2 separate regions of the Mus musculus genome follow, and region 1 is linked to region 2. Evidence: chromatin contacts called from public Hi-C data. All regions are on one chromosome and are shown on one strand. Each heading gives the region's core, a stretch centred on a gene start, on an enhancer-like site or on the middle of the called end of the contact. The rest is flanking DNA. Distances are from core to core; before and after follow the strand shown. Region 1 overlaps Fbxo11 (F-box protein 11). Region 2 holds the start of Msh6 (mutS homolog 6).

Evidence for each region. A called contact is a pair of places that touch in the nucleus more often than the background predicts.
Region 1: a contact with region 2 is called in a Hi-C map of the G1E-ER4 cell line, with 2.2 times the contacts expected there. The contact joins the enhancer-like site here to the promoter of Msh6 in region 2. A contact is called at or near these places in 1 of 39 promoter capture datasets (pre-B cells), 1 of 15 datasets of contacts at CTCF or cohesin (CD8 T cells), 27 of 484 Hi-C or Micro-C datasets (the 63-12 cell line, B cells, CD4 T cells and 18 more), 8 of 115 datasets of contacts at active chromatin or transcription factors (CD8 T cells, the HPC-7 cell line, the SCID.adh cell line and 3 more) and 3 of 9 other capture datasets (adipose tissue, liver and pancreatic islet).

What each region holds. Positions count from the first base shown.
Region 1 is chr17:88,012,171-88,015,916 of GRCm38.p6, reverse strand. Fbxo11 (F-box protein 11) reads left to right here. Exons shown (of 23, transcript NM_001081034.3): 2 at 205-329; 3 at 437-518; 4 at 1,367-1,511; 5 at 3,231-3,360. Among named protein-coding and RNA genes, the nearest start is that of Msh6, 39 kb to the right of the region's middle. Within about 2 kb of position 1,321, at least 8 of the 459 cell types and tissues checked have an H3K27ac peak or open chromatin away from gene starts, as enhancers often do. A contact at or near this core is called in the G1E-ER4 cell line and the HPC-7 cell line, where this site is marked.
Region 2 is chr17:87,972,775-87,976,692 of GRCm38.p6, reverse strand. Msh6 (mutS homolog 6) reads right to left here and starts at 1,643. Exons shown (of 10, transcript NM_010830.2): 1 at 1,288-1,643. The coding sequence starts at 1,544.

The DNA.
Region 1 (3,746 bases), core at 72-2,571, 40 kb before region 2:
CTGTCCTGTTCTTCGGAACGACACATCTCTTCACACACCCCCTTTTTTTTCTTAAAGTTTTTCCAAGTTCTATAAGATGTGGAATATCTGCCAGATAGTCATCCAGTCGGCTGGAATTCCATACAAAATTCTGTTCTTCCTTCTCTTGCCAAATTTGACATTTTAGTAAAAGGACTGACCCCATTTTTCTTTTCTGTTTTACAGATGATGTTCCTGCAGATATGGTTGCAGAAGAATCAGGTCCTGGTGCACAAAATAGTCCATACCAACTTCGCAGAAAAACTCTTTTGCCAAAAAGAACAGCGTGTCCTACAAAGAGCAGTATGGAGGTTAGTTCATTGTAATTGTTTTTGTAATGAAAAAAATGGGTCACGTTTTTAGAGAATTATATACAGTAGGAATACTTCATTGATAAGTTTTCTTCTTGGTTTTGAAGGGTGCCTCTACTTCGACTACAGAAAACTTTGGTCATCGAGCAAAGCGTGCAAGAGTGTCTGGAAAGTCACAAGATCTTTCAGGTATTTTGAATGGGAAGTGAAGTTTTAAAAGTTTATATTTGAGCCTAGGTGTAGTGACACATGATTTTAATCCTAGCATTTAGGAGTCAGAGGCAGGGGATCTCTGAGTTCAAGACCATGCTGGAGAGTTTCAGGACAGTTAGGGCCATATAGAGAGTCTAGTGATGACGGTGATGATGGTGATGATATGGTAAGTGAAACCGAAAACTAAATATTATCTGAAGATATTGAGTAGTTACTATTTTAAAGTACTTAGAGCTCTAATCTTTCCCTCTATAACTTATTTTAAAATTTATTTTTACTTTTAATTATGTGTGCTTCTGTGGCTAAATAAGCTGGAAGGAGGGCATTGGGTTTCCTGGAGCTGGATCTACAGGCTGTTGTGAGCTTCAGGTTATAGGTGCTGAGAACCAAAAAAGGGTCCTCCGCACGACCCGTACAAAGTTAAATGATGAGCTGTCTTTCCATCCTGTCTTATTTTTATATAAAAGTTTTTGGGTTTTGTTTTTTGTTTTTTAATAGCCACACTAAATGGTATAGCCATAACCACTTGGGAGGCTAAAGGGCTGGAAAAGGAAGTTAGAGTGAGTTCAAGACCAGCCTAGGAAGCTTTTCAAGACTGCCTTAAACACAAAACAGACAAACAAACTAGATAACACATTGTGTGTGTGTGTGTGTGTGTGTGTGTGTGTGTGTGTGTGTGTGTGTGTGAGTGAGAGAGAGAGAGAGAGAGAGAGAGATAAAGGGAAAATAGATCAGTAAAGGCACTGTTTGTTAGATAAAATAATTTCTTTAGTGAGGAAGTCACCCTGTTAAATGACCCTGTCCTGTCTGTTAATCTCTGTTAGCAGCACCCGCTGAACAGTATCTTCAGGAGAAGCTGCCAGATGAAGTAGTTTTAAAAATATTTTCTTATTTGCTGGAACAAGACCTTTGTAGAGCTGCTTGCGTGTGTAAACGCTTCAGTGAGCTTGCTAATGATCCAATTTTGTGGTGAGTGATAGCTCCTGTTGCCTTGAAAGACGGACGGTGTGTGACACCGAAGCTGCAGGGAAGGGAGGTGGAAGGGTGGGCTTCTTGTTACAACTGAGTCATTAAAAGAAAATGACAATGGTTATCATAAATGTGGAGAACTTGTTAATCCAAGAAGTACTATAAACAAGAAGTTATTCCTGTCATTTACATTTCATAACAACCGAGCGATTTGCGAGGGAATCTTTTATTTATGGAGTCCAGTAGCATATTGAAGACAGAATCTTCTATAGCACAGGCTGGCCTCAAAATGACTATGTAGCTGAGGCTGCCCTTAAACTACCGATCCTCCTGTTTTCAGCCAACACTCCCAACTCATTTTGTTTTTACATTTGTTTGTTTGTTTGTTTTTATGAAGCAGAGTTGGGGTTTAACAAAGATATTTCAGTATAGACTATGTCTGTGTGAAGAAAGAGATGCTCAGAAGAAAGTAGGGCATGCCAGGAGCATGGGTGTGGCCTTACCAAAGAAAAGTCAGGTGAAGTAAGATATACCTAAGGGTTAATACAGGCTTCTCCAAGGAGTGCAGCCTCATTTTTTAAAAGCAGAGTTAGTTGGGTGTGGTAGCACACATCTTTAATCCATCCCCTGCAGAGGCTTGCAGAGTTCAAGGCCAGCTTGGCCTACAAAGAGAGTTGCAGGCAAGGCTAGGCTGCGTAGTGAGACCACGCACTGTGTGTTTGGTGAGGCTGTGCTTTCTGGGCTGGAGAGACAGGTCAGTGGTTAAGAGCGCTTATTGCCCTTACGCTGACCAGCACAGCCAGTTTAGGGTTCCAGTATCTTTTCGAGTCTCTGCAGGCACAGCACATATGTGGTGCATACATATATGCAGGTAAAACACACATACATTTTTTTGATTTATTAATTTATTAATATGTAAGTATACCGTAGCTGACTTCAGACACTCCAGAAAAGATTTTTGTTACGGATGGTTGTGAGCCACCATGTGGTTGCTTGGATTTGAACTCATGACCTTTGGGAGATCAGTCAGTGCTCTTACCTACTGAGCCATCTCAACAGCCCCATATTTTTTTAACTTTTAAATTTTGTTTGTTTGTTTGAAGCAGGGTTTTCCTGTGTGTAGCCCAGGCTGTCCTGAAACTTCAGTCTGTAGACCTAGCTGGCCTTGTGTCTGGATCTGCCTGCCTCTGCCTTCCGAGTGCTGAGATTAAAGACATGCCACTACTGCTGCCCACCTTTTTAAAATTAGTAATTTAAAACAATATTTCGTCAGCTGGGAATAGTGCCACACACCTTTACTCCCGGTACTTGGGAGGCACAAGCAGACAGGTGGATCTTTGTTATCTCAAAGCTAACTTGGTCTACAGAATGACTTCCAGGATAGCCTAGACTACATAGTGAGAGCCTGTCTGCAAGGGGGAAAAAAAAAGAAGGTATTTTGTCTGCCTACTGGAACATGTCTGTGGTCCCGGCTACTCAGAAGGGTGAGGCAGGAGGCTCTCTTGAGTCTAGGAGTTTAGAGCCAGCCCAGACGACAGAGAAGACCCTACACCACCAGCACCATCTCAGAAGCCAGTGCATTAATTGCTTTCTATATTATGGTGTTTAATTTGGCTATCCTTATTGAAATTTTGGTCATTCATCTAACTTATATTTAATATTTTATTAATCTAGAGGATATTTTATAAGGATATCTTTAATTCCCTTTTTCCCCCTCAGGAAACGATTATATATGGAAGTATTTGAATATACCCGGCCGATGATGCATCCTGAACCTGGTAAATTCTACCAGATTAATCCAGAAGAATATGAACATCCAAATCCATGGAAAGAAAGTTTTCAACAGTTGGTATGAAATATAGAAAATACAGACTTATAAATTTGTAGATACATTTCTTTAAAAGAATAAATAAAGTCATCCAGAGAGAGATGGCTCAGTGGTTAAGAGCACGCGCTGTTCTTCTAAGGGACCTGAGTTTAGATCCCAGCACCCACACTGGCAGCTCATAGCTTCCTGTAACTCTAGACCAGGGTATCCAGTGTCCTCCCTCTTCTGTCCAGCTGCACTCACATGCACATCCCACACACAACTATACATAATTTAAAGCTTTTAATAAGTGTATCCAAGACTAGAGAGAGTATAAACTGCAGGCACAATGCCACACACCTGCAGTCCAGCATGCAGGATGTAGGCAGGAAGGTCCCAAGCTGAAGACCAGCCTCGGTCACGTTGTA
Region 2 (3,918 bases), core at 394-2,893:
GAACCAGAGACAGGTGATCTACAGAGTGCATTCCAGGACATCCAGGGCTACAAAACCCTGTCTAAAAAAAAATACCAGTGAAGATATGGCCTAGGCGATAACGCAAAGGATGGCCTGAGTTTTATCCACAGGACGGTTGGTGGAAGAACCAACTCTTAAGTTGTCCTCTGATTTCCACAACCTACTATAGCATGCATACACACATATACACACTAACAGGTAATTTTAAAAAATATAGAAATAATGGGGCTGGAGAGCTGCTCAGCAGTTAAGAGCACTGGCATTCTTCCATAGGAACCAGGTTTGATTCCCTGCACCCACCCAGTAGCTCACAATATCTCTAACTACAGAGGCTGAGGTCCTCCTCTGGCCTCTCTCAGGCAGCGTGCATGCACATGGGCACACATACATACACGGAGGCAAAATACACCTCTGTGTTTACCTGTGTCTGAACTGTGTCCTTTATAGCCAAAGGGAAGGAAAGAAATTAGAGATCCAAAATCATTTTCTCTGCCCCAGGAGCATACGCCAGCTCTTCCTGGTGCCCAAGCTGAAACTCCAGAGTACTGGACTCCAGAAAGAACTCTTTACATTTTAAATAAGTCGCTGCACACTTCTTAATCCCAGCAGAGGCAGGTGGATGTCTGAGTTCCAGGACAGCCAGGGCTACACAGAGAAACTCTGTCTCGAAAAAAAATGAAAATAAATAGATAAAATAAATGTCTCTAGTCGTTCCTACAAACGACAGCCAAATTTACAAAGTGCGAGTACAACTCCAGGCAAGTTTCCCCCAGTAAACCTTCTTGCCCAGGGCTTGCCCAATACTCCGAAGACCCACTAACTGCGAAAAATCTCCCGCACTCTTCCCTCCTGTGAAAAGGTGGGTTAAAAAAAACTGTCGTCCCAAGCCGGAGCGCCGCTTTCACTATCTACAAACTTCCACCTGCAACCCGAGTTTCCTCCCACCGTAGGCTCGCCACCCGGAGGAGCTCCCTGCCCGATCCGATCCGCCCCGCCCCCTCAGGCCGCGGATCGCAGCAGGACACCCACCGTTCCCGCTCCGGCCACTTTGGGGGAGGGTGTCTCCGTCCCCGAGCCTCCCGAGCCTCCCCACCCCCACAGTGGGAGTGCGCTCGCTTGCTCGCAGCGTCCCCCGAGAGTCCCGGGCACCGGCCCCGCTTCTCCCGGGCCGGCAGGCCGCCCCTCCTCCCGCCGCCTGGCACGGAGCAGCCTCCCCCTCCTTCCGGGAGACCCGCGCGCCGCCGCAGCCCCGACCGAGCCGGCTACCTGGGAGGCACGGCCTGCGCGGAGGAGGAGGCCCTCCGCAGCCCTCCGTTGAGATCCTTTGCCTCCGGCGACGAGGCGGATACCGCCGCGGACCGGGACCCGGGTTCAGCCTCGCTCCAGGCCGCATCCCCGCCGCGGGAAGCGGAGGCTCCAGAGGCAGCGGCACCTTGGCGTGAGGCCTCGGCCGCGGCCTTCTTGGTGTCGCCGAGTGCCGGGGACTTGGGGAAGAAGCTGTACAAGGTGCTTTGTCGGGACATGATGAAGGCTGACGGGCAGACCGGGCCACGGCTCCGAGCGCCTACAAGGATCGCATCCACCGCGCGGCCGCCGCTGGCGGGAAAGTCGGGAGGAGGCGCGTCCTACCCGAGCATCCGTAGCCCAGCGGCCAATCCGAAGGCGTGTCGGCCTGCGCGGTGGGCGGGGCCCCGCCCGCGACGTGCCCTGGCGTAGATGGGCGGGGCGGGGCGGGCCCAGCCCCCAAGCTCGGGTTGGCGGGCCTTGAGACTGAGCCTTTGCAAAGCAGTGGAGCTCGCGGTGGCTACCCGGGCAAGTATGCACCAAGAAGACGGAAGTGGCTTGCGCGGTTGCTGGAACGGCGGGGTGCACCCTGCGAGAAGCCGCGTCGAGCTCGCTGCGGAAACACCTGGCCCTGCGGGCGGTCCTGCGGTTGGACTGAAAGGAGCTGAGAAATTGGTTGTTGCTGTCTGCCACGTACGGTGCGTTCGCAGAGCATTGTACAGAGCGGCACTTGTGAATGCCAAGTGCAAGAACAGCTATCCACAAAACCAGCTACCCACAAAACTTTCCTTGGCCCGTCACTGCCTCAACTAGTTTACGCCTTACTATATGAGATGGGCAGTTAAGGTCCAGTCTTATCTGAGCCCTTTAGCATAAGTGTGCAGAATTTTTTATATTTTAGAAACTGAGATTGCTAAGGTAATGTTGAGCGTCAACGCTTGGGCCCTAGCAACCCTAACGAGCTAAACTCCCACTCATCCTCAGTAGTCGAATAATAGAGAAAATAGCAAAAAAACAGATTTTTTTTTCAAAGGGCCACATTAGGAAGATAAAGTTCAGCCCCCCCCCCCCGGAAGTTCATCTTTGGGGGTACTGACGTGAAGTTTTGGTTTAAACCGGGCGACGGGAACCAGAATGGTCTTGTAAGAGGTGGTCTGACCCACCATAATCTCTGCTCCAGACTGTCCTACATGGGGATTCAACGAGCTTCAGATACTTGAGAAATCTCTTTCCAGAAACCAAGTTCTTCCTCTACACTAACTCGAAGCTTTGTCTTACCCCTTCCCACCAAAAAATTCCTGGAGAAATTCCAATTCTTTGGAGTCCATTATTTCAATTGCCTGATAGCCAAAGGGAGCCAAGTGTTTCTCCTCAGAATGTCTTCCTGCCAGGTTGATTACAGGGCGTTTTCGAAAATTGGAGCTCCTATTCAAATTCAAGAAATTGGAGCTGAGCGCGAAGGTGTGTGCCTTTAACCCCATTGTTCCAGGCAGAAGCAGGTGGATCTCTGAGGTCAAGGACAACCCTGGCTACAGTTACAAGACTTGCCAGGGTTTGTTACACGGAGAAACCCTGTCACAAAAAAAAAAAAAAAAAAAAAAAACCAAAACAAAAAAAACAACTAAATCAAGAAGGAGAGAGAGAGAAATTGGGAGACTTAATTCAGCTCTAAGTAAGAATGGACTTAGCTCTGGCTAGCAATACCTTCACTTTGGTAAAAGGGTAAAAAGATTTGCTTTGTTGGACAAAACCAGCTCAGCCTGTAAAGGTGCTTTGGAGTCCAGCTAGAGACCTGAATTCTATCACTAGAATCACACTGTGAAGGATTGCTGCAAATTATCCTCTGACCTCTATACTCAGGCTCCATAGGCTTGGGGTGGGCACGGTCACGTGCACACGTGTATACGTGTGTATGTGTGTGTGTGTGTGTGTGTGTGTACACATACACACACCAGCCTAAAAACAAAAGAAACTTGGTATGGTAGGCCACACCCTTGATCTCAGCACTTAGGAGACAGGGGATCTCTGTGAAGTTTGAGGCTGTTAAGAGATGTCCCAGAGAAACTACCAAGCTAGACCACTTTGTAGACAGAAAGATTCCTTTAGAATCAAACTGCTAAGGCCAGTCTCTTGGGACAGAGATAGGAGCAGCCTGTTGGGAAAACAAGCAGACTTTGTGACGGGGTGGAGGTGGGGGGAAATCTGAGCTGATAAGATTATTCTGTTTTTCGGATAGGTTAAAGCAGGTGGCATTGCCTGAGGTAGTTGACCTTCCAGGAGGGAACGTTCAGGGAGGTTCTTGGTGAAGAGAAACTACCTTAAAAGATTTGCTCTGCTAATAAACAGAAACCTTTAGGCTTGTTAATCCAGTAAGTCTTTCTGTTTATCCAAAGGCCTTCTGTTTAGGACAGTGTCACCAGCACTCTCCGTGGGAGTGGTGCTTTGAACCTGGTAGAGGCCAGCCCTGTCTACACAATGAGTTCAGGCCAGCCAGGGTTATGCGGTAAGGCTCTATGGCAAAACAAATAAGTAATTAAATTAAATTTTTAAAAAGAGTAAGTGGCTGGGCGGTGGTGGCGCACGCCTTTAATCCCAGCACTTGGGAGGCAGAGG